Linked DNA regions of Mus musculus: regions 2, 3, 4, 5, 6 and 7 are each linked to region 1. The links are chromatin contacts, called in public Hi-C, HiChIP or PLAC-seq and promoter capture Hi-C maps. All regions are on one chromosome and are shown on one strand. Each heading gives the region's core, a stretch centred on a gene start, on an enhancer-like site or on the middle of the called end of the contact. The rest is flanking DNA. Distances are from core to core; before and after follow the strand shown. Region 1 holds the start of Abhd5 (abhydrolase domain containing 5). Region 2 holds the start of Zfp105 (zinc finger protein 105). Region 3 holds the start of Tmem42 (transmembrane protein 42). Region 4 holds the start of Tmem158 (transmembrane protein 158). Region 5 holds the start of Zdhhc3 (zinc finger, DHHC domain containing 3). Region 6 holds the start of Zkscan7 (zinc finger with KRAB and SCAN domains 7). Region 7 holds the start of Sec22c (SEC22 homolog C, vesicle trafficking protein).

Region 1 (3,397 bases), core at 645-3,144:
CGCAACCCATGTAGTGGTATTGAAAGGTGAGGCCTAAGGGCAGCATCTGAGCCACAGAGGTGCTACTTTCACGGATCAATTAATGCCTTCATCTCGGGAGTCAGTTCTGGGGGAGGGGGTTTCTTATAAAAAGAAGGGTTAGGCCCCTTTCTTGCTCTCTTTGCCCTCTGCCATGAGATGAAGCAGCAAGGCCCTCTTTGTATACCACAGACGCCTTCCTCACAGTCTCCAGCACTGTGAGGGATAAAACTTGTTTGTTGTAAATGATTAGTCAAGGTGTTTCTCTACAGCAGCAAATGTGGTCTAAAATGGAGAGTGATGCATGGGGTCTTAAATACAGGGAAGAATATTAGTGTAGGCTTCAGGAAGGACTCTGGCCTTCCTGAGGAGCTGATGACTGGAGAGAGGTAATCCTAAAGTAACGAAGGGAATACAAACGATATTTACATTATCCATTTGCCTTCAAAAAAATCAAGAGGGTGGTGGGAGCCTCTGTTTCTGTTCAAACCCACATCCACACACCTGCTCTTGGTTAGATCTCTGGGAAAGGGGGAATGCCACATATTTTGGCCTTATTAGAATTATTTGAGACTCAGTTAGCTTACATCAGGCTCCTGAGTAGTTCCGGGCATCAGTACCACCCAGGTGTGGCTGAACTAAGAGAACCTATTACATATTCTCAGAATTTCATTTTTTGGAGTGTGGGGTAGAGGGCAGGATGGGAATTGAACCTAGGAACTAATGCATAGATGGCCCCTGCACAACACAGCTCCAGCTGTAGGCAGCTTGTCACAAGCACAAAGAGCTAGGCTAGTTCATACACTTTCTCCTGACCGGAGGAACCTGCCCCCAGCCAAGGGAAACATCCCTTATGCAACACCAGGATGCCTCTATTTGTTTAATCACAGTGAGTGCCATAGTTCTGAATTCTATTTTTAAAGCGCAGTCTTGGACTTACTTGCTAGCTGCTGACTTTCATTTGCCTGTACTGAGCTTTACTCTTTATCACTTTCACGCATTTGCTCACGTCCCTTAACCAGGAAAAAAATTATTAAAATAATCCCACTCGAGGGTGTGCCTCCTTGCCTGTATGTGCACCATATACATTAAGGTGCTCTGAGGCCAGAAGAGGGTGTTGCTCCCCTGGAACTGGAATTACAAGCAGTTGTGGGGCTCCACATGGATGCTGGAAACAAACCCATTCTCTTCTATAGGACAGTATGCACTCTTAACCACTGAGCCATCCCTCGAGCCCTCTCCCCTTTAAATTTATTTATTTTAAAGACAGGGTCTCACTGTGTAGCTCTGGCTGGCTAATCAGGCTAATCCAACTCACAGAAATGTGTTTGCCTCTGACTCCCAAGTGTTTTTGAAGGGTGTGGACCACCATATCGAGCTCATGAGAATATTTTTATGAGCCCTCAGCCCTCTATCATTTTAGAATGGATTCTAGGAAGTGCTCTCCCTCTCTCCCTCCCTCGCCCCTCTCTTCTGTGGTCTGTGGGGATGATGATGGTGGTGGTGGTGATGGTGGTGGTGTGTGTGTAATTCTAGTACCCACACATAAGCTCTCAGCCTTCCGGAGTCTAGAGTCTGGCAGGGTGGAGTGCAAGTTCCTAGAGGCCACCACCTGAAAGTAAGGGCTGGAGGGTCCAGCACCACAGGATGCGCACTTCTGCCACTCAGGCTATTTCTGGCTGGGGTCTCACTCCAGGCTACCTACGGCTTGCCTAGCGCCCCGTCCAGGGCAGTCCACACGGGCGGAATGACGCATTAATGGTCATTATTCCGACGGATGACTACCTAGGCTCCCGCGGCGTCGGGCTGACCTTCCTTACCAGTGCCCCCGCCTCCGCGCGACAGGCGGGCAGCGCATGCGTGTCTGCGAGGCCGGGCCGCTGGGACGCCGAGCCTGCGGTGGCGCGGCCGCGCCCTCGGATCGTCCCAGCGGGCGGACGACGCATGCGCGGGCGGTGCGGTCTTAAGGGCGGCCGCGGCCCGGGGCCGCCCAGTCGGCCTGTCAGCCGGCTTCGAGGTGTGTCCCTGCGCTTGCGCGGCGGCGGTGATGAAAGCGATGGCGGCGGAGGAGGAGGTGGACTCGGCAGACGCCGGTGGAGGGTGAGGATCACCCGGGAAGGGGGGGACGACGTGGGTCTCGTGCGCTCTGGCGACCCCGGGCGGCCAGCCGAGGGAAGGCGCGGGCGCCCGCTCTCTCGACCCGTCGGGGCAGACAGGCCCGGTCAGGGCCGCGGGGCTGCGGGGAGGGAAAGCGGCTGCTGTTGACGGCCGTCCCGGTGATCCCGAGCGCGGCGGAGCTCAGAACTCCGCGCCGGGAGCCGTGCGTCGCCAGGGTGGGAGAAGGCGTCGGACTCGGAGCCTCGCGGGACAGCCGATCGCCGCCGGTGCGCCTGGGGCGCTTGCGTCCCACCTCCCGCTGCCCCGTGCGTGCGCTCCCGTGACCCGGCGGTCTGGCTTCACTAGCCCTGGCAAACTTTGTGAAAGTTGAAGGGCAGATGCCTAACAGGAAGGAAGCCCTTAAGTTGTTGTTGTTGTTGTTTTGTTTTTTTTGGAAACCGGAGTCACTCTATGTAGCCCTTGCTGGCCTGGAAATCTGTAGACCAGGGTAGCTTTTCAACTCTGCAGAGACCCAATCCTTTTGCCTCAGCCGTCCAGTGCTGAGATCACATGTGTGAACCACCACACCCAACTTCTTCATAGACATAGTAAGTTATTCTTTTTTGTTTTTGATATGTCATGCCCTTGTGAGTAGAACAATGCTTGGTGGAAAAATTAAATTACTATGAAAGTTATTTCACTGATTCTCAAAAGGCTACTTGTTTTATATGGACGGGACTATACATCTCCTTTATAAATTATTTTGACAGTTGTACTTCAGCTATTTGGAGACATTTGTATGGGAAAGATAACCATAGGGTAAATAGATTATGGTAATGTGAAAGTAAGTATTTTGGAAAGATGTTAGGGGAGGAATATTTTTGAAATGCTAGAAACTACACTCTTCAAGTTTTGTTTAAGTGATAATTAACAAGTGGAGCCACTGTTTTGGTCTGTTGTTGAACTTCCTAGTTATATTGACATGAAATACAGAGTGTCATGTGGTACAACTAGGACCTGGTAGCTTGGGTTTCTATTAAATTTGTCAGGACATTTTTCTGGCTCTGAGAATTCTAACTTGTGGGCCCTTTTGGTCTTGATACTGTGAGGCTCAGGAATCCATAGCACAACGGTGAGAGTGACATGGCTCTGATGATGGCTGGAGGTCACTGAGGGCAAGACTGGTTACAGTCCCTAGTCAGAGGTAGACCTCTCTGGTATTTTTGGCAGGACCCGTGAGCAGTGCTGGATAACCATGCAAACAGAAAGAAGGCTAGGTTCT
Region 2 (3,199 bases), core at 529-3,028, 570 kb after region 1:
CAAATATGAGTCCATTGAGTCCCAAACAGAGATTCGGGAAATCTAGGTAGGGCTAGGCATATGCATTAGTATAAGAGTGCTTACCAGCATACACGAGATCCTGGGTGTGATGGTCTGAATATGCCCGGCACTATTAGAAGGTGTGGCCCTGTTGGAATAGGTGTGTCACTGAGGGTGTGGGTTATAAGACCCTCATCCTAGCTGCCTGGAATCCAGTATTCTGTTAGCAGCCTTCAGAAGATGTAGAACTCTCAGCTCCTCCTGTACCATGCCTGCATGGATGCTGCCATGTCCCTGCCTTAATGATAATGGACTGAACCTCTGAACCTGTAAGTCAGCCCCAATTAAATGTTGTCCTTATAAGAGTTGCCTTGGTCATGATATCTGTTCACAGCAGAAATGTCCTAACTAAGACACTGGATTTGAACCCAGAACAGTAAAAAAGAAAAATACAGTCATATGTGAAACAGCACACAATCACAGTGAAGTAACTGTTGAATATGACCCCCTAGGTCTTAATAGGGAAAACTCATGACCGCTCTGACAGACAAGTTGAAGAAACTTCACCTAGGTTTCTAAAGTCTAGAAAAACAATCTCAATTCTAATTAAAAGATAGTTTGTACCAAATCATTTATTGTGACTCTGGAAAGAGGCTCTGGAGCACTTTAAGACTGAAGAAACTGAGTTTGTCTCATAAAGGGTAATGGTGAGGTTGTAAATGATAGCAAAATAAGTTTTTTAATTTAAAAACTGGTCATTGTTTCTAAACATGTACATCATACATTTTCTTAACATGGTGTAGGTGCTACAGAAAACCTATATAATAGTGTAATCCAGAGTTGTGATCCAGTTCTGCTGCCTGAGAACAACCTGTGAAGAGCACTGGATTTAGGCTCAGAAGACATGGGTTTGGAGTCTGGATCTCCCCTATACTATGTGATGTCATTTATGGCCTCAAACTCTTAGTGCCCCAGCCCCAGCCTCTTGAGAGCTGGGATCACAGATGTGAGCCACCAGTCCTTGGCATGATACTGTGTAATCATTTAAGATTTACCCAATGAGGAACCCGAGTAAAGGGCGCTGCCTTCCTCTGGGTTTATCATTTCAAACACACAAAACCAAAGAGCGGTAACTGGAGTATTGTGAAACTCATTTGGGGGGCATCTCTGCCTGAAATGTTTGTGAGTTTTGTTATTGTTAGGTTTGATTTTTGTTTTGAGGACCCGGTCTCTCTATGTAGCCCTGGCTAAGCTGGAACTCACTATGTAGATCAGGCCAACCTCCAGTGCACAGAGATCCACAAGATTATGGTATGGCTCTGTGTGCTGGTGTGCACCACCACTTCTAACGGTTTTGAAATCTTTTGAGACAGTTAAGTACATCTGAATATGAATAGTTGTTAATTTTTCTTATTGGCAATGATGGTGGTGTACTTGGAATAAAGAGTTTTACTGTTTATAATTTCCAAAATTGACCTTAATTATATATGAGAATTAAGGCAAATATTGTCGAGATGAAGGATAGGGGTATCCTCTGTACCATCCATCAACCTTTCTGTACCATTTGATATTTTGAAGATAAAAATGCTGAGGGAATTTTCTAAGATCGTCAGCTCTGGTAGGTAGGGGCTCGGCTTGGGAGAGTGCCGCTGCCTGGCGGGCTAAAGCCCTGCCCGCCCTGGGCACCGAGGTGTACGACCCCCGTCGATTCCTAGAGAGGCCGGCCTGCCTGGGGAGCCGGAAGCCCGGCGCAAGGCACTTCCTGTCCGGTCATTGTTCTCAGCCCCGTTGCTGCCGAGAGACTCTGGAGTCTCATCCGCGAAGCGGCACCGGCCCGGTTGGGCCTTCGTGGCGAGCCGGTCGCAGCGGGCGGCGAGGGGCGCGGGACTGTTCTCCACCGACCATCGCGGGGCCGGGAGGTAGCTCGGGGTGTCCGGGCCGGGCGGCGAGCCTGCTGGTCGGGATGGAGGAGGGCGGCCTGTGCAGATGTCTCGGGCCTGCTGGGGCCAGGGGCCCGACAGTCTGGCCAGGAGACTCAGGCACGTGGTGAGACGAGTCTCAGAGGCTCTCCTGCCAGAATAACCCGCCAGAATTACTCTTTGAGGCCGTGGTGAAAAGCGTGGCATTACTTAGGAATTTAAGTTTGCACAGTGAAGATGATGTTGGAAAATGAATATGAGTACCCTGAAGCAGCAGCAGAATAAGGCAATTTAGTAAACATTAGCACCGGTTTCTAGTAAAAGAACCAAAGAGGGATAGAAGCACAAACCTCAAACTCCTTATATACAGCTAAAATAGATTGTTTGGCTTTATTTAAAATAAAACAAAACCCCTGTCGGCTTATCTGAAATAAAGAAGTCCCGTTAATTAGTAGTCGTGTGCCTGGCTTTAGATGCTGTTTTAGAAAGCCGTTTGGCAATAAATATAAACCCTTAAGCTAGTGATCACGCAGTTCCTTCTAAAGGAGTAATGCAGCTGGTCAAAGGAATTCTTCGTACAGGAAACTATTACTAAAATAAGCAATAAAGCCCACGTTTGCTAAAGAAAAGATTGTAAATTTAAAATCTTTTTGAATTGTGTGTCAGAATTGTGTGTGTGTGTGTGTGTGTTCTGTAGCTAGCGTATATTGAAAGACAAGACTTGTAAAACACTCATTGAGTCAAGAACTGGTTGTGGCTCAGTGGTAGAGCATTTGTCTAGTATACATTAGGCCTTTGTATGGATTCCCAGCACGGTAGAAACAAGCAAAACCACCAGTCCAGAAGGGTGAACCCTGTGCAAGTGCAGCCTGAAGGTGCACACACTGGGGACTGGGTAGGGTATCACCCAATTTGTGTATGTATATGTTTATGCGAAAGTATGTATAGGTCAGTTTTATGTGTTTATTGACAATTATAGAGTATTTGTGCAACAATTAAAAATAAGGATAAACAAGGTCAACATGAGTAATTTTGTTTTACAACCAAAATTTAGTCTTATCAAATATTTGGAAGATGTGGGAACTACAAAAATGAAACAGACAAAAAGAACCTCAAAAGTACTTGTAGTTATACTCTCTGAAATAATCATTCTTTTCTCCTTGGTAGTGAATCTCTCTAAGATCCCCTTTTTAAAAATCCGTCTAGCTGGGCAGTAGTAGTACACCTCAGCACTTGGGAGGCAGAGGCAGGCAGATCTCTTGAGTTCAAGGCCAGCCTGG
Region 3 (3,639 bases), core at 366-2,865, 670 kb after region 1:
CAGCTTAGATTTGTTTTAGCTTCTCCTATCAGTTGTTGCCACACACTATCTCCATTATTAAGTGGAATAGTACAGTGAGTACCCTTGAGTCTCAACTTCCTTATCTGCAAATTGGAGTGGTTTATACCACATAGGACTAATTGGGATAATCTATTCTTTTTATTTAAAATTTAATTTTATGTATTAATGTGTATCTGTGTTCAGGTGTATATATATGTACATGAGGATAGGTGCCTTTGGAGGCCAGAAAATAGTGGAACCCCTGGAGGTATGAGGTTGGGAGGCACTTGTGGGAAGGTTGCAAGCTGCCTAACTGCTAAGCAATCTCTCCAAACCCCAGTAATCCATCCTTTTATTTCATCCACAAAACCACCCGCATGAGAAGCAAGGTAGCATGTAAGAATGTCCATGAAAAAGCTCTTTAACAGGGAATAAAGTGTTTCTTCCAAGCCCCATACATTAAATATTATTTGTATTTTATATATCAACAAAACAAGTTTTGCTGTGTAGCCCTGGCTATGTAGAGCTATTTAGAGCAGGCTGTTCTCGGACTCACAGAGATCCACTTGCCTCTGCTTCCTCATGTGTACCAACCACCACACTTAGCTCACGTTATACACTTCTACAGCTCTCCTTTAAGGAAATGTATCCCTAACATATATCCATACACACTGCCATTGACTGAATTCAGGATTTTTCATGTATTATGGAAGCACTGAGCTATAACCCCAACTCTCCTTTATTACAAAAACAAAAACTTTTTGAGAGTCTCAAAAAGTCCTTGGCTTGCTTAGTACCTCTCTGTTGGTCAGGCTGGCCTCAAACTCAGTAATTCTACCTCAGCTTCAGAAGTGCTAGGATTACGGGTGTGTGCCACCATGCCTGGCTGCCAGCCCTCTCAAGTGAGACAATGTCTCCCTAAGTTGCTCAGGATGACCATTAACTGCCTCAGCATCCTAAGCATCTGGAATTACCGACAGTAGATGACATTTTACGGTTTGTTTGGGTTTTTTTTTTTTTTGGTTGTTTTTTCAATTTTTTTGTCGTTCTCAATTACTTTACACGAACTTAGAAGTGACTGTGCTTCTGATGGTCCAGGCAGAACAAACGTTTTCCCAAACAACGTTCTGTCTCAAGCGGCCGGTCTCCAGATCCATCATCTCCTGCGTCCACGAGGGAGCAGAGGTGCTTTGAAGGTGCAGCTTGGCTTCAGGATTAGCATGTTAGGTGCGCATCCATGTAAAGTGGCAGACCTCCCCGTCTTCTCAGAAGCAGGTTCCCCTTGACTGCAGGGCTCTTTCAGAAACAAGGTTACTTCCGCCGCAGGTTCTCCTCGGAGATAAACTCCCCTCCTCCCCAAGTTCACGTCAGCAGATTCCTCTCTCACAGTAGGTACCTCTCGGTAGCACGCTTCCTTCAGTGGCGCACGGTCCTCGCTACCGGATTCCCATCCCCCAGGTTCGCCGGAGCCGCAGGCTCTCCTTAGTCGCGGGTTTGCACACGCTGCAGGGTATGGGCTCCAGATTCCTTTCATTTGTAGGCTCGGCTCGGCTCGGCTCCGGACTCCACTGCAGCAGATTCGCCTCACTCGCCTGGCTCCGCCCTAGCCGGGCTCACGGCGGGTGGCGGCGTGCGTGGCAGTCGGCCGTGGCGGGCGCAGCGGGCCTCATGGCGGCCGGTCCGCAGTCCTCGGGTGCCGCCGTGTCTGCGGCCGCTTACCCTGACTCACCCGTGGAGTTACCCGCTCGCCTACAGAAAGGCGCGATGCGGCGCCGCTTCTGGGGCGTGTTCAACTGTCTGTGCGCCGGGGCGTTCGGGGCTCTGGCCGCCGCCGCCGCCAAGCTGGCCTTCGGGAGCCAGGTGCAGCCCGGGGCGCCACGCGGGGGCGGGGCGGGGGGAGGGCGGGGCGGGGGGAGGGCGGGGCGGGGGGAGGGCGGGGCGGGGGAGGGCGGGGCGGGGCGGGGAGGAGGGCGGCTTAACCTGGGTTCCCGCCTGCGCCCATGTTGGACCACCTGGTTTTAGGCACTGCCTCCTGGGGGAGGACCTCGAAGCCCACCTCTCAGTTTAAGTCCCCTTGCCATAGCTTTTTTAGCACGTGACACCTAAGGTGAGATAACCGGTTGCCCATCTCTTCCTGTCCTTGGCAAGAGTTCGGACTGAGCGCCTGCGGAGCTTCTGCATCAGAGAATTCGATCCTGACCTGAACAGGGGACTGCTTGATATAGATTTCTGGCGACTTACAGTCCTTTTGTAAAGTCATATCTTTCCAGAAGGCTACTCAGCTACAAGAAATTTGAGGTCTTCGTGGAAGATAACCCTGCCCCCTGTCTGCAGGCAAATTCCTCTGCCTATCAGTCAGGGTCCGCATATGCTTTGTATGAGACGTGTAAACATCTCCCAGTCTTTCAAGGTTATGCCCATGGTGGTTGTAGCTCAGTGACACTTTCTCCTGCAGGTCAATATTGGCTTATGTGTCTTAGGCATCGTTGCCATGGCAAGCGCCAATTCTCTGATGTGGACCTTCTTTAGCCGGGGCCTCAGTTTCTCTATGTCTTCAGCCATTGCATCTGTCACAGTGACTTTCTCGAACATACTTTGCTCGGTGAGTAGCCTGGTGACCTTGTTCTTAGGGTTCTTGGTGAGTTAGTTGTCCTTGGGAAACCCCTGATTTTCCAGGCTCTAGAAAGGACAGGGAGTAAAACAAAAGTTGGGCTGTCTCCAGGCAAGGAACAGTTAAACATGGAAAACTTAGGAGTGAAACCTATGTCACTCTGGGATAACACCAGCTATCTCAATCAAGAACTCTAACATTAGCTATGGGGTCTAGGGGGTCTGGTCAAGGGAACCCAGTCTTGAATTGGAAGACAGCTTAACTTGGGTTTATGATTACTGGGTACTAGCTATGTCCGTACTGGCCCTACCTGCTAGCCTGCTGAGCCTCAGTGCTCAGCTGGGGTGGTAACCTCTTACGTCCACAGAGGAGACAGAAATACGTGGATTGATCATGAAGGTGGTTGCTGGATGCAAAGCACCAGACTTTGGCCTCTAGCCCCTCAGGAAGAAATCAGCCAAGGAATGGTGGAGCCTACCAGGGTAGGCCAGGTCCCTTACAGCTGTCTCTTCCACAGGCCATCTTAGGCTACCTGCTGTATGGAGAGTGCCAGGAGATCTTATGGTGGGGAGGGGTGTTCCTCATCCTCTGTGGGCTCACCCTGATCCACAGGAAGTTTCCACCCACCTGGAAGGAGAGCAAGGAGCAGTGAGGCCAGTCGGTGGATAGACCAGACCCACTGTAAAGAGAACCATGATACCCAGCCAAGGGTTGACAAGTTGGGCTGCTTCCAGGGCGGCCTGGGAGTGCAGCCCTTAAGTGTCAGCCACATGGAGATGGTGGACCAGCCACTGGCCTCTGACCTCCTCACAGCCTGGAAAGTTAAAGCATTAGCTCCTGTAAGGGGAAGCTAACCACCACAGTATGAGGCCCAAGTCCTTCAGTGTTGGTATAGTGCCTTGATTCTTGTGCACCAGGGAATATTGGAAGACTCTGTGATCATGGGTTACACAGCAACATGGCAGGTACCTGAAAAAAACAAAAAACATGTGATTAGAATCCTGCCCTTCATGTACCCCAGCACTGGC
Region 4 (3,596 bases), core at 558-3,057, 910 kb after region 1:
TCAGGAATTTCTTCATGATTCATTTGCGTCTTGGATCCCTCTCCCAAAAGCAAATAAAGGAAACATACACATTTCTGGAGGAAAATGTCTGTATTAAAAGCCAGAAAACCACATTAATACAAGAAGAAACGCCCACCAGGCCATGTCACTGAATAGATCGACTTGGAAAAGATTCATAAAGTTCTTTTGTAAGCAATTACAATAAATCCGTGTCAAATCTTCCCTCGTCCCCCCCTTTAAAAAAACAAACAAGAAGCTTCAAATACAACTACATTCAGATACAAAGAGCTCCTGTTACCACAGCTTTAGCAGTTGAATCTTTTTGTTTTGTATTTTTTTTTACTAAAACTTTCATTTAAAACAGTTATTAAATATATAAAACAAATACACAGGATCTGGTCACTTTCTGCCATAAATAAAGGGCATGTGGGCGCAGGGAGGGGGTGCCGCAGGGGAAAGAGCCGGTTTCCCTTGTGTCCTCGAGCCACGCGTGGATCCCACCCTTCAGCCCGAGAGCTTGCCCCTGCTCTTCCGAACCAGAACCTCAGCACAAACCCCACTTTCCCACCTCATTTGTGCCTCTCTGCGGTCCCCTCCCGGGAAAAGGATGAACAATAAGGACAGCACGAAGCGCACCTGCCCCGTCTCCGGTGAGGAAGGCGCGTGCGAGCGCTTACACAGCGCGGACGCGGGGCGGAGGGGGTCACTTAGGAGCCACCCCCGAGGTGACAGCCGCGGCAGCAGCAGCAGCAGCTGCAGCAGCGGCGGCGGCAGCGGCGGTAGTCCCCGCGGGTACGGCTGCAGGAGCGGCCGCGGGGGCGCCGGCGGTGGTCCGGCGCTGCTCCATGCCGTTGGGCAGGAAGCCGGCAATGATGGGCACCGGCCAGATGAGGGCGGCCACGCTCCACACCACGATGACCAGGGTCATGAAGCAGGCCACCAGCGTAGACTCGATGGGCTTGCGGTTCAGCCGCCAGCCCGGCTCGCCCTGCAGCTCCTCCAGGCTGAAGTCCAGGCAGCAGAAGTGACGAGGCTCGCCCTGCAGCCACAGCGGCCCCGGCTCGGCCGCCGGGTAGGCAGGCAGCGCGGTGGGAGCCCCGGCGGGAGCCCGCAGGCGGCCGCGCACCCAGCCGCAGCCCACGCACAGGCGCAGGTCTTGCTGCGCGCCGCCCGCCGCCAGCCCCAGATGCTCGATGAGCAGTGGTGGCCCGACGCGGTGGAAGGCGGCGGCGAAGAAGGCGCGGCCGTGCGCGTTGGTAGAGAAGAGCAGCAGGTCGCACTGCAAGCCCCGCGGGCGGCCCCAGCGCACGAGCAGCGAGCTCAGCATCTGTCGTTGCACGCTGATGTTGCAGGGCGCCGCCGGAGCCTCCTCTGGGCCCGCGCGCTCTGGGGGCGCCGATGCCGCCGATGCCAGCAGACGCGGGGTGGAGTGTTCGTTGGTGAAGGACGCATTGGCCGAGGCGTTTGGGGGCGTCCCTGCAAGGCCGGGCGCATCCGTGGCCCCGCCGTGCGCCGGCGGCAGCTGGCAGGCGGCGGCCAGTAGCGCGGCGAGAAGGGGCAGCATGGCCTGTGGCGAGCGCCTACGCGCGCGGGGCAGGCGGCGGCTGCATGGCGCGCAGGCGACCGTCCGGTGAGGGAACCGCGGGGCCTGGAAGGCCGAGGCGGAACTCTGCCAGTGTATTGGGACGACACCGGCTCACGGGCCGCGATGGCCTCTTCAGACTCCGCTCGTCGAGGTTCCGCTGCCCCCAGAGCTGGGGCCCTTGGACGGCCAGGAGGCTCTGCTGGCTCGCGGCGAAACGAGAGAGGATTCCCCTGCTCGGCTCCGCCTTCCGCGCGCCCCGCCCCCGGCTCACCGGGTGCGGGGAATTGGGAGGGCGGGGCTCCACTCGCAGGGGCGGGAACTGAAGACCTGAGCGACAGGGCGGTGCGTGGAGGCGGAGCGAGGGGACCCCCGAGGGCGGGAAGCCCAGAGCGAGTCCCGGAGCCCAGACAGTCCCTCTGTCACGCCCCCAGGAGAGCTAATCAGTACCTCCTTTCTGCTTAGGAGAAACTAAGAAGGGAGAAAGTCTCCGGGCTACCTCAGGAGCCAGAGACAGGACTCTTGTACCTTTCTGCTGAGTTCAGAAATTCAGATCTGGAGTCTGGCTGGTTTTAATGTGTCTTCACCACAATAGATACATATGGGTTTTTTTGTTGTTGTTGTTGTTTTGTTTTTTGTTTTGTTTTTGTTTCGTTGTTTTGTTTTACAGGAAGAGAACTCATAAAAAAATCCTCAAAATTCTGAAGTTTTGGTGTTGGTTGGGGCAATGGGAATGCAAATCCCACAGGTCGGATGCTTGAGGACACCTGCAGTCTAGTGTGCACATAGACACAAAAAATTTGTATGTTAGAGTCCATGAATATCAGTCTTCCGGGATGTATATTGTGGAGAGGTGGAGTTGTCAAGAGTAATTTAATAGGATACAATTTATATTAAGAAGCCTACCTGAGTCCTGAGCTTGATGGTACAAGTCTGTAATCCCAAGTGAGAATCCAGAGTCCAAGTTCCTTGGAGAGGCCAGCCTGGGCTACCTGAAAACCTGTCTCAAATAAACAAAATCCAGTACTAAGGTGGTGAGGAGAATTATGAGTTTGAGGACAGCCTGGGCTACACAGAAAGATGCTTTCTGTAAAGAACAAAAAACGTTCTTGGGAAGAAGAGGCAGCTCAGTTGGAAGGGTGCTTTCCTAGTGTCCTAGCAAGCCCAGGGTTCAATCCCCATCACAAAAAGGAGCAAACTGCACTTCCCTTGTTTTCTGGCCTCACACTTGGAAACTAATGTCAACTGACCCCTAAAATGGCTTGAAACAGTTGTGCTCTGTAAATCTAAGAGTGACCCTCCCTCTAAGCCAGCTAAGCTTTCCCAAGGGCCTGTGAAGGACAGGATGACAGCCATTGCTGGGTACAAAGTGCTAAATATATTTCTCTAAATAGTTCTCTCTCTCTCTTTCATTCTTTCTCCTGCTCTTTCTTTTGAGTCAAGGTTTCACTTCGTAGCTTTAGCTGTCCTGGAACTTATTATGTAGACCAGACCGGCCTCAAACTCTCAGAGATCCACTTGCCCCTGCTTCTTGAGTTCTGGGACTAAAGCCATGTACCACTAAACCCATCTTCTAAGTTGTTTTCTAACAAATAGTAACATTGGAATGAGGGAGAGACACAGGTAGACAGAGAGAAAGTGGGGAGAGAGAGAAGGGAGAGAGAGAGCCTTATAAACAGAATTCCCCAAAGTACCAAGTCTTCTCTGTTGGTCTTGGTTCCCTGAGTGACAGCCGGGCGGCTGGCACCCACCCTGCATGGGACTGTGTTATGTTAATGGAGCTTGCAGTCCAGCATCTACCCCACCTTCTCAGTGCTGGCCAGTTGGTTATCTATTCCTGCAAATCCAGCCCAGTGTGACTGGATTCTTGGTCTCTGTAAAAAAGGTTGATGTCCCTGAGGCACAGGACACACATCTATCTATCTATCTATCTATCTATCTATCTATCTATCTATCTATCTACTTTTGTGTTCCCAGATGGGACAATGTGCAGTTTCATGTTCTTATTTAAAAT
Region 5 (3,425 bases), core at 610-3,109, 760 kb after region 1:
ACCAAATAGATAACACTGACCCTTCTTCAGAAAGAACCTGTTGTCTGCTGTCGGGGGTAGGATATGCCCGTGTGGTGCTGGGGAGGGAACCTAGGGCCTTTGCACATGCTACTGTTCTGCCACTAACACACTTTTAAAGATATGCCCAAAGACTTTTTCCCAGGAAAATGGCTCATAGTAGTTAAACTCAAGTCAAACTTTCTTCCAGTATCTTTTCTGACTTTTCAATCTTCACCCTACCCCACCCCCACCCCACTATATATTCAAATGGTCTCTCTTTCCAGTCATCTCTAGCACGAGATACCCTACTAGCAGGAGTCCCTTGCTATTTCACCAGTTCCTCACACAGAATCTAGTTGTTCAACCAGAGATGGTGTCTAGGTGCTATATCAAGTGTGGCATCTGTTCCTCCAAAAAAGGAAGAAAGCCGTCTGGCTCCACCTTTTCCAGTTACCCTAGAGGGCAAAGTCCAACCCTACAGGAAGCCGTCTCAGGAGCACCTGTAGTAAGTATTATGTATGGACGCAGGAAATTCATATCCAGTCTATCAAGAAGAGGCTATCATTTGAGGGCTCAGCAGCTAACAGTTCAGTACCTAGGAATATAGCCAGGCACTTCCTGTTACTGTTGAAATCTCAGCGTAGTCAGTAATCCACTATGACAACTCTAATCACCATGCTCTGTGGCTATGCTCACAAGAGCCTTCCCTTCTACCCTGGAGGACTCTGGTTAGTGTTCTGTTTACTTACTTAGTTAGCACAAGAGAAAAAAAGCCTTTTTTCGACGAGTGGGGGCAGTGTCTTTGAGACAGGATCTCACTATGTGGCTCAGGCTGTCCTTGAACTCACAGTGTAGAACAGGCTGACCTCGAATTCAGAGATCCGCCTAGCTCTGTCTCCCAAACGCTGGGATTAAAGGCAAAGGGTGGCCAGCACCTTTTATTTCTTGATGATTAAGCTGAAGGGTTACTTTTGTTTAAAATAGAACACCAGGTAAGTCTCTACCAAGTCTCCCCTCATTTTCTCAGAGAGACCCTTTAAAACTTAGTTCATATCCCCTCTCTTCCTTAAAGGGCCCCTCACTATGACCCCAGCTTCACCTTGCAGGCATCCTTTCTGGATAACCTAGGTCCCATATCCTCCCAGGGTCGGTTTTCTTTCATGAAGTTATCCATCTTCCCCGGAGATCCCTTCCATCCAGGCATCCCGAAGTGCAAGACACTCTCCCTACTCTCTTTGGGACAATACTCCAGCAACCGCACGGGGCAAGGGTAACTTGCAAAGCTCTGGGCCATTATCTGATGATGGGCAGTAGGGGAGGAAAGGATGAGGGAAGACAGGACAGAGATCGATCCCTGGAATGGAAGGAGGGGTGAGAAAATTGAGAAGCTGGCGCCCCATTCCTGGTGCAGACCCTTCCCGACCAGTGACCTAATGAGGGATCCATGGTCTCTTTCCTTCAGCCATCCTAGGGACCAACTAGGAGGGGGTTGAGGAGATGGTCCCTCATGGGCAGCACGACTTCCGCCTTCCTGAAGTGTCTCACGTGCGCGCGCTCGGCTACTTCGACTCCGGCCCGAGCGCTCGGGTTGCGCGCTTCCCATCCAGTCCCGGCTGGGGCCCCGCGCCTCCCTCCTTCTGGGGCTTCCCCACTGCACTGACCGTCAATCTGGAGGCAGCTAGCAGTCCCGCGCCGCCTGCTGCTGCCCCGGGGCCCAGCCGCCAGCGTCCGCGATGGCACGGGCACCCGGCGCCACGGCTTGCCGGACTCGGCCTCACACGGGGCGGTGCGAAGGAGAAGCCCATGGAGCTCCAGGCGGTGGCGGCAGCCGCGGCTGCGGGAGCGGCCACCGCGCGGGCTGATGACGCGCAGGCGCGGTGGGGAGAGGCGCGAGCTGATGACACGCCAGCGCGCGCGGTGAGCTGAGCAGCATGGCGTCGGTGGCGCTAAGCGAGGCCGAGAAGGTCTACATCGTTCATGGAGTGCAGGTAGCGGTGGCGGCCGCGAGTGCAGGCCATATTGCGCAGGGAGGAGGTGCGGGGCGGCCACGTGGTCAGGACGGACGCCCGAGGCTTAGTGCTGCAGCGAGTGTGCGTCCTGTATGCCTAGATGTCCACAGCTCTCGGGATGGAGGAGATTCCTAGCTCATCAGGGAGCGGCGGGCGGGCAGTTCCCGAGGCTGCAGTTTAATGAAGGAATGTCCTTGTGGCCTCTGCACGACCTGAGAGTGCAGTGCCCGAGATCCTGTAATCAGAATAGCGGCACGTGAATGGACTCTGGTGACTTTGCACACAGAGGCCGTGTATCCGAGGGGGAAAAGGACTTTAAAATTCTGACAGCAAACACCACACGCCACACACCCCCTAAAAACAGGAAAGAAGGAAATGCATCGGTAATAGAGTGCGTGCTTAGCATGCTCCAGACCTTGGTGGCTGGCACCTGTAATCCCAGCAGCTGGGAAGTGGAGACAAGAGAATCAGGAGTTTAAGGCCAGACTGAGCTATAAAGACCCAATCTTAAGAGAAATCACGCTGACATATACACACACATGTCTTACAAATAGAGAAAAATAGGGAGTGTTTTTCTTTCTGGCGGTGCTGGAGGTTGAACCTCTTGGCCTTGTGCATGCTAGGCAGGCATTCTATCATGGAACCGCATTCTCAACCCTTTTGTTTTTTTGCTTTTTTTTTTTGAGGAGGAGAGCTTTATATCCAAGGCTGGTGTGTAACTCCTATCAGTCCTGCCTTGGCAGAAGGCATGCCTTTTCACCACCCGCTGAGAAGAATTTTTCAAAGCAGACTGGTAGTCTATGGTGTAATTGTTGATTTACCTGTTTTACTTGTGGGGCGCTTAGATCTTTGGGTAGCTACAATGACTACCGCGATCTGGGCTCAGTCCTGCTTTTGAACGTTCAAGAGAAGTGAAGAATGTTTCCTGGCAACCATAATCTAGTATTCTACAAGCCTTGTCCCTACAGTTGATCTTGTGATGTAGTCATCATAGTAAGGTGACCTGTTACCATTTAAACTACATAATGCAAGTGAAAGCATGTTCTTTTCTAAATCATATGACATACTGTTATTTTCTACTTCATATAGAGTAAGGAATGCCAAAATTCAGTCATTAGGTTTCATATTAAACTTGAGTAATAAAAATCCAAACCCACAACTCATTAGCTTTTTAGTTCAAGATCAGGTTTAGTAATAGTGGGGTATATGCACAGTGGGTTGTATGGGAATGTTAAAGTAGTCAATCCTAGGGGTGGGGCTTCCCTTTTAGTTTTTAATTTTTTTTTTTTTGCCAGAAGTGTGACTCTGTCATTCCATATCCCTAGTCTTCATGGTGACATATTAAGTGCTGATGAGTTTTTAATTTTTTTTTTTTTTTGCCAGAAGTGTGACTCTGTCATTCCATATCCCTAGTCT
Region 6 (3,495 bases), core at 431-2,930, 540 kb after region 1:
AAAGAAGAAAGAAAGAAATAGCCTATTTCAAAACCTGAATAACTGTCTCATTGTTATAGATGACCCCTGGGATGAAATATGGAGAATGGGAATCATGGGGAAGCTATATCCCACCAGTTGCGCTGCATGCCCCTCTGCTCATATCTCTCGATACCTGGAGCAGTCCACATGAACCCATAAAACCATTCTTGAACAGGAAATACAACTGAGAAGAAATGCCCAATCCTGGCTACAACATGTTCAATGCGCTTCTGATCTATTATTGCTCCTCACATCCCATCTAAAATGCCTCTCTATGTTTTTTCTGTGCATCCCTTTTGGATCCCCTCTTAGTAATGACTCCTGTTCATGCTACCTCGCATGGTTCCTCCTCAGACCCAGGTTTCTCCTTTAATAAACCCTCATAGGAGGTCCCCCTCTTTGAGGGGCCCCTACCTCAGCATTCCTGTTATAATTATTCCCCAGATACAGATGACCACCACTCCCAGGGTTGTACTACGAAATAGAAGGATGCTGGACCTCCTGACAGCAGAACAGGGTAGAGGGGGAAGCTCGTGTCATCCTGGAGTAAGAATGTTGTTTCTCTGTAAATGAATTGAAATTGGTTGAACAAAATATTAAGACCCTTTGTATTAGATCATTATATCATGTGATATATATATATATATTTTACTAACCTGTGAATCAAAAAAGCAAGCAGTAAGCATCACACCTTACACACAAAGAATCAGGGCCACAGATTGTGCTATTTGAGCCCATAAATGTGTATTTTATAAATCCAAAGCACAGGAATAAAAGTATTTACAAAACTATAATAGTTAAAGAAATTTCAATAAAGAAAGTCATAACAAATTTGAATTCTCAGAGAATTGTCCTCTGAGAGGGACCTACCCTTTTATAGTAAATAAAGTTCTCCATCTTGTTAGATAGCAAACTTTATAACACAATTAATCCTTCCTGAGACTGGCACTTTGAGGTGAGATGACCTCAGAGATAAATTTAGGGTAAAAGAGCCAAGGAAAGAACACCCTGACCCAGACTTGACCCCTAGACCCCAAGAAACAGTTCCACCAATCCCTGAGTTTGCCCCAAACTCTGACTAGAATCCCACAAATCCCAGACTGCCCCAGAAGTCCCATCCCTCACTGAAACCTATATAAGGCCTGCCTTCTCCTCAGTTCCCCCTGCTCCTTGCCTGAGCAGAGGCAGCCACTCTTCTGGGTTTTCCCTTCCGATAAATCTATGTGAGATTTGTTGTGTGGTGTGACTTTGTGGTATTCCTTGACTCCCGATTGCCAGGGTACCTTTCCCAGGAAAGCTGTAACACTTACATCGGGGGAACCTTTGCCTGCTCAAGCAGAACTGTACAGTTGCGGGAACCTTCCCCTTAATGGAACCGAGCTGTAACACAATTAGGAATTGGGCTCTAATTGTATAGGGCATCATCAGGGACAGGCTGGTCTGTCAAAGTCTGATTGTTGGAAAGTATGGCTTTGCTTTTTTTGACCTTTTTATGTCAAGAGTGAGGTCTCTGGAATCTGAATGACTCTAAGTTCAGCATGACACCCTCTTGTGCCCCAGATGTTCCCTGGGTAAAAAAAAATCTTAGCGTTCAAGATTATTGCTCACCTTGGCAACCAAGACTTCCGGAATCCAGGAGGTACCGGAAGTGATGCTCTCATGCTTCCCGTCCCGCCGTCGTTGCCATTTCCTAGTGTCCTGGAGGTGTGTGGGGCCGTTGAGCCGTCACGCATGACGGTGGCGACGCGGTGGAAAGTGCGGCCCGCACTCGGGCCGCGACGCGGGCGGTGCCGGGGTGCTTACCCGAGGCGGAGCCGCGTCGTCCTCGTGTTGTGGTCGCTCGGCTTGGGGTCGGCTCGAGTTGTTGGCTCCCGTGCGTCAGCGCTGCACGGGGCAGACGCGGCCAGGTGAGCGGCTACCGAGGCAGGACCGTGACTCTGGAGTGAGCCCCACGCGAGCTCGCAGATTAGACGTGCAGCGAGACCTGCCGCTTAGCACTCGGCACAGTAAGGACCGCAGGAAAGTGTCCTGTGCTCTTGTGTACTCTCGGAGAGTTCACAGATTACTCCATCTGTCTTAAAAACAAAACAAAACAAAACAAAACAAAACAGGCTCAGAGGAAAATGTCTAACCCTGGGGTCTCCAGTGCCTGATATCTGATATCTCAAACCACGGCACACATCCTAGTTGCCCCAGAGGATCTGGTTTTCAAATGGCATGCATAAACGGAAAGGAAAATGGCTTTTCCCAAATTTTGTCCACTAAACTAACCACATTCGTGTAACATATCTCTCTCCCTGTGTAACACATATGCACGCGTGCAGGACTGGGAAGCAGTCCTGCCTTTTGAATCTTCGCAGGAAACAGAGCCCTGAGTAAACTGCAAACAATTGCATTAAGAGAAGTGATCCAACAGAGTTATGGGTGGAGAGTAGTCCGTGGGATTACTGAAGCTATAAACAGTGGTATGCCCGGAGAGACCAGAAAGTTAAAGTTAAGTTCCAAGTTAAGTAGAAAAGACTTCCAAAAGTTTTAATACTAGTTCCTCCCTTTGGGTGACCCTCCAGTAGTTTAGAGGCCATGACTGGTGAGTTCCTCATAAACAGTTGAAGTACACTGTTATAGTATGAGGTACAGCAAGGGAAATGAGCCATTGTTTTATATCTGGGGAAAGCAGGAAAATATCCTTCAAGAGAGGTGTTATTTATTCGGAGTCTTGACACTTGATTAAGAGTTTGTCAGAAATGACGGGAAAAAACAGGGAAGGTGCAGACAGGTAAAGTGTGGTCCCCACCCCCTTATTTGTAAAGTGTTAGCCCCAAACTTTAGTACATCTTTACCAGCTGAGTTTTGAGCCTCCACTCCCAGCACAAGTTTATGAAAAAATTAAAGATAAATCCTATTTGAATTTCAGTGCTTACTACAGGACATATTAAATAGTTAAATCATTTAGTATTTTCTTTAACATCCAGTTTCCTTGTATACCCTGCTTTGGAGGCCATTGATGTCCTTTTAATTTGGGTACTTGGGGGAAATGGTTGGAGGTGTATGTGAAAGACTGTGAAAGCTAAGCCTAGACATTCAGTTAGCTTTTATCCTGCAGGTGACTGGAGCCACTAATAGTTTGAAAAGGGAAGTCACTTGGAGTCATTTCTGTGTTTGTACTCTTCTCTTCCCCGGAGGCTTTGCTTCTAGCTGCAGAACCTGTTACCAGCTAAGAGCTAGGTGCTCCAGGACTCTGATCATTCTCTTTGTGTTTCTGTAGGTGACACTTTCCTCACTTCCTTTCTTGACTCTGAAAAAACAGCCCCCGCAGTTTGAAGCAGAGACTCATTTTCAGTGTGCCTGCTGTAGCTGGAACCAGCTTCTCTTTTGGGATCACAATGACCATGGAAGGCAGGGGGACATTAGATATCATCCCCAGGACTGCCATGTATCAGAAGCAGGAGGGGAACTTGACTGTGAAGCAGGAAC
Region 7 (3,440 bases), core at 508-3,007, 650 kb before region 1:
GCCCAATCTCCCAAGGATGCAGAGGGACTAAGACCTTCGTATGGATAATGCTACTAAGTGCTCAGAGCTTCCTTGGACCCACTTCGCAGGTGAGGAAAACTAAGGATCAGGAGGTAGAAGCAGACTTCAGTCTCCCAGTTCCATACTCTTTCCACAGTATGTGGACCTCAAAACCAAACCTCCGAGTTCTCAGCTATTGTCTCTCTAAAGACGCCCTCTCCACCGCAGAACTGCCAACACCTAACCAGAGGCAGTGTGGGTCTCAAACCTGTAATCCCAGCACCAGAGAACTTGGGCTATAGTGAGACTATGTTTAAAAACAAAAACAATCTCTAATCAGAGACTTGCTGGTAGAGGAAGGGTCCCTACAAGTGCCCCTTGAAATGCAGAGTGTGGTGGCTTAAGCTCATAATATCAGCACTTGGGGGGTGGGGTGGAGGCAGGAAGGTCAGGAGTTCAAAGTCACCCCCAGGCGAGTGGCATGTTAAAGGGCAGTTTAGGCTGCAGGACAGCCTGCCTAAAACAGAACCAAGTGGTGAGTAAACTGCTGGAGTTAAAGCTCAGAGGCACACACCGTTAATCCCAGGATTTAGAAGAGGCAGGCAGACCCAGGCCAGCATGGCCTACACAGTAAGTTTCATACCAGCCAGGACTACAGAGTGAGACCCTCTCTAAAATAAAATAAAACCACCTCTCCTTACCTAGTGTATTATACTCTAAAGTCAGTTGTCTTGTCTGGCTATGCACTGCCTCTATCTCTGCCACCTGAGTGCTGGGATTAAAGATGTGCACCATCACCCCAGCCTTGATCTGAAATTCTTTATGAGACCTCAAGATGTCCTCTCTGTTGTCCACTAAACATTTACGAGGCATCTCTAGGGACCTGTCTACAACTGTCTTCCTGAGAAAGCTGCGGTGCGAATGAATCCTGTATATCAGTGTCAGGCTATGCAAAGCTGTCCCCGTTCTCATTTCCCTGACAAGTTCTTTACCTGAATAAACTCTCTGTGTAGACTTTTACAGACACGTTGCTCTAGCATTGGCTCTGCACTGAGGGTTGCTTTAGTTTCTCTGATCTTGTCACCCGCTACACCAACCGAGCTGGGCATGGAGGCCATACACCTGTGATCCCAGAACTTGCGGGGCGGGGAGTGGAGGCAGGAGGATCCCAAGCTCAAGGCCAAACTCGAGTTACATGGGGCTCCGTTTCACAAGACCGCAAACTGTAACGGCACCTTTCATCAGAGGTAACTCAGTTCCTTCCCTGGATTTGGCTTTTTGCAAGCTTGACCCCCGCTCTGCTCTGCAGGTTCTTTGTCCCGGCTTATCCAAGTCCAGGAAAGTTGGTGTAGGGGTGACCAGGCCTTGAAGAAGCCAAGTTCTGCTAGACCAGCAGACTAAGGAAAGTTTGCTCTCAAAAGAAGCAAGTGACAGGACTAGAGTTCAGTCTACATAAAGGGAACCACCGCCCCGCCCTCCCGAGACACGCCCCGGCCCCGCCCCGGGCAGCAGGCACAGCGGGCAGCGCATCCCAGCCGGTACGCACCGTGCAGGGGGCCGGGCCTCGGCGGAGTCCCACCGGCCCGGGCTGCAGCCCGGTGGCCTAGACCCCGACCCCACCTCTCCACGCCCGCCTGGCCCGCTAACCTCACCTCGCCCCCGCGGCCGACCTCCGCCTCGGCCACCGCAGCCCACCCCGGCGGCCGGCGGGGTGCAGGTTACCCGCGGCCCGGCTGTAGGAGGCAGGATGTGGTGCTCATGCGCACACCGTGAGCTCCCATTCGCTGCTGCTAAGCGACGCCAAACAGACCAATCGTGGGGCGTCTCTGCTGTCCAGTTGTTCAGACCCGGGAATTGAGTGAATCTACCAGGGCTGGCCCGGGTTTGCTCCCCTCAGCCCGCGTCTCTTCCGCAGGTCCCCAGGCCCACGTGCGAGTCTCACCTCGAGCGGTGAGAAGAGGCTCCGACGTCCCCACGATGCCTGGCCTGGAGCGGACAGGGCTGTTCTCCAGAGGCGTCTAGGCCCCGTGTGACTGGAGTGACACTCCCTGGGCGTGGGTTCTTGCAGGCTACGCAGCTGGGCAAGAGGCCCGAGATAGAGGATCCGAAGAGCACAGCCTTCTGCCAGCCTGGAGGAGGTGCCAAAGTCCGATCCCTGAGCCACACACACCTCGCTATGAGGCTGGAGGGAGATTGGGTAGCACAGTTAGGCCCTTACTGTTTTGACAAGTGCTGAGCACCGCTGTTTGCCGCGCACTGCGTACACAGGAAGTGTGAACACAGAAACCAAATCAAGAGAAGGGGGTAGGGCACCAGGCAGGAATTCTGGTGTTTAAACACGAGTTATGCTTCACAGAAGCATGGGTTCCAAAGAGAATTTACAGGAACAGTTGTCTTGGAGTTGGGGCTCAGGAAAAGCTTCTCCAAGTCTCAGGCCATTGGGCAAGGGAGAGTTTGTGTGTTTCAGAGACATTTGCTTGTGCACAGAACTCTGTGGGGCTGAGGATGTATCTCTGTTGATAGAATAACTGAACTACAAAACCCCGGGTCAGGCCTGTCACCCTCTTCATACATCAGAACTCCAGGCTTTCCTTGGAACGTCCCGGCTCTGGTTCTCAGGACCTCAGCTTCTCACTAATGTTACATCATCAGCTTCACGGATACTTCATTTTTATCCCTTGAGACAGGGTCTTGTGTATCCCAAGCTGACCTTGAATTCACTGTGTAGCAGGCTGACTCTGAAGGCTATCCTACAAACTCCATTTGCTGGGCGCTGGGATTACCGATGTGTGTGTGCTTCCACAGCAAGGTTGTGTGGCTCTGGAGCTCAACCCCAGGGCTTCCTGCCTTCTAGACAAGAGCACTACCCACTGGGCCACATCCCCAGTCCCAGCTCCCCTGATTCTGAGGCCAAGTGCAAGTCAGTGAACCCCAGAACTGGCTCCCCTGGTTCTCAGCCTCTGTCACCACATGAGCATGTTCCCCTCATAAACCACCATATAGTCAGAGAGAGCCTATCCATTCCATCTCTGCGGAGAAGCCTACAGTGGGTGCCAACCTAGCAGCTGGATAGACACGGTACATGGAGAGACCTGAGCTGAGTGAAGACTTCTAAACGACACTTCTCTGGTGGGTGGAAATGGAAGCAGGGCTTATGTAACCACAGACAAATTACAAAACGAACACAGGAAGACTTGTGACAGCCTAAGATAGCCTTTGGGCATTATTGTGTTCTGGTATTCAAGTCATGCCATGGTTCCCTCCCACACCAAGTCAGGGCTTGTCTGTAACAAGTCCCAACAAGGCTAGTTCATAACATTCACAAAGGAGAAAAACATGAAGGAGACCAACACCCTGTCCACTGTGTGCTCTGTCTACATAGAGGATATTTGGTATTAGACCTAGAAAACTCTAGATTTAGCAGTTGTGATGGTTTGTAT

The links. A called contact is a pair of places that touch in the nucleus more often than the background predicts. HiChIP or PLAC-seq counts read pairs in DNA pulled down with a chosen protein or histone mark. Capture Hi-C pulls out chosen DNA fragments and counts their contacts.
Region 2: a contact with region 1 is called in an H3K4me3 HiChIP or PLAC-seq map of stem cell-derived neural progenitor cells, with 2.7 times the contacts expected there. The contact joins the promoter of Zfp105 here to the promoter of Abhd5 in region 1. A contact is called at or near these places in 1 of 39 promoter capture datasets (hippocampal neurons) and 2 of 115 datasets of contacts at active chromatin or transcription factors (bone marrow-derived macrophages and stem cell-derived neural progenitor cells).
Region 3: a contact with region 1 is called in a promoter capture Hi-C map of pancreatic islet. The contact joins the promoter of Tmem42 here to the promoter of Abhd5 in region 1. A contact is called at or near these places in 3 of 39 promoter capture datasets (cranial neural crest, hippocampal neurons and liver), 1 of 484 Hi-C or Micro-C datasets (neutrophils), 4 of 115 datasets of contacts at active chromatin or transcription factors (bone marrow-derived macrophages, effector CD8 T cells, extraembryonic endoderm stem cells and 1 more) and 1 of 9 other capture datasets (pancreatic islet).
Region 4: an H3K27ac HiChIP or PLAC-seq map of extraembryonic endoderm stem cells shows a contact between it and region 1, with 4 times the contacts expected there. The contact joins the promoter of Tmem158 here to the promoter of Abhd5 in region 1. A contact is called at or near these places in 4 of 39 promoter capture datasets (the C10 cell line, hippocampal neurons and liver) and 2 of 115 datasets of contacts at active chromatin or transcription factors (bone marrow-derived macrophages and extraembryonic endoderm stem cells).
Region 5: a contact with region 1 is called in a Hi-C map of natural killer cells, with 18 times the contacts expected there. The contact joins the promoter of Zdhhc3 here to the promoter of Abhd5 in region 1. A contact is called at or near these places in 3 of 39 promoter capture datasets (hippocampal neurons and liver), 1 of 484 Hi-C or Micro-C datasets (natural killer cells) and 2 of 115 datasets of contacts at active chromatin or transcription factors (bone marrow-derived macrophages and effector CD8 T cells).
Region 6: a contact with region 1 is called in an H3K27ac HiChIP or PLAC-seq map of extraembryonic endoderm stem cells, with 2.5 times the contacts expected there. The contact joins the promoter of Zkscan7 here to the promoter of Abhd5 in region 1. A contact is called at or near these places in 2 of 39 promoter capture datasets (cranial neural crest and hippocampal neurons) and 1 of 115 datasets of contacts at active chromatin or transcription factors (extraembryonic endoderm stem cells).
Region 7: a promoter capture Hi-C map of liver shows a contact between it and region 1, with 2.5 times the contacts expected there. The contact joins the promoter of Sec22c here to the promoter of Abhd5 in region 1. A contact is called at or near these places in 6 of 39 promoter capture datasets (erythroid cells, hematopoietic stem and progenitor cells, liver and 2 more), 1 of 484 Hi-C or Micro-C datasets (muscle stem cells), 2 of 115 datasets of contacts at active chromatin or transcription factors (extraembryonic endoderm stem cells and pancreatic cancer cells) and 1 of 9 other capture datasets (liver).

Annotation. Positions count from the first base shown.
Region 1 is chr9:122,349,722-122,353,118 of GRCm38.p6, forward strand. Abhd5 (abhydrolase domain containing 5) reads left to right here and starts at 1,895. Exons shown (of 7, transcript NM_026179.2): 1 at 1,895-2,118. The coding sequence starts at 2,066.
Region 2 is chr9:122,921,300-122,924,498 of GRCm38.p6, forward strand. It overlaps Zfp105 (zinc finger protein 105), which reads left to right and starts at 1,779. Exons shown (of 4, transcript NM_009544.2): 1 at 1,779-1,919.
Region 3 is chr9:123,019,711-123,023,349 of GRCm38.p6, forward strand. It overlaps Tmem42 (transmembrane protein 42), which reads left to right and starts at 1,616. Exons shown (of 3, transcript NM_025339.4): 1 at 1,616-1,860; 2 at 2,456-2,602; 3 at 3,129-3,639. The coding sequence starts at 1,669. The coding sequence ends at 3,263.
Region 4 is chr9:123,258,982-123,262,577 of GRCm38.p6, forward strand. Tmem158 (transmembrane protein 158) reads right to left here and starts at 1,808. Exons shown (of 1, transcript NM_001002267.2): 1 at 76-1,808. The coding sequence starts at 1,564. The coding sequence ends at 704.
Region 5 is chr9:123,111,335-123,114,759 of GRCm38.p6, forward strand. It overlaps Zdhhc3 (zinc finger, DHHC domain containing 3), which reads right to left and starts at 1,860. Exons shown (of 7, transcript NM_001372538.1): 1 at 1,662-1,860. It overlaps Exosc7 (exosome component 7), which reads left to right and starts at 1,897. Exons shown (of 8, transcript NM_001081188.1): 1 at 1,897-1,988. The coding sequence starts at 1,932.
Region 6 is chr9:122,885,138-122,888,632 of GRCm38.p6, forward strand. Zkscan7 (zinc finger with KRAB and SCAN domains 7) reads left to right here and starts at 1,681. Exons shown (of 6, transcript NM_001177505.2): 1 at 1,681-1,928; 2 at 3,287-3,495. The coding sequence starts at 3,405. It also overlaps a transcript of Zfp445 not described here.
Region 7 is chr9:121,703,272-121,706,711 of GRCm38.p6, forward strand. It overlaps Sec22c (SEC22 homolog C, vesicle trafficking protein), which reads right to left and starts at 1,758. Exons shown (of 7, transcript NM_001164562.1): 1 at 1,653-1,758.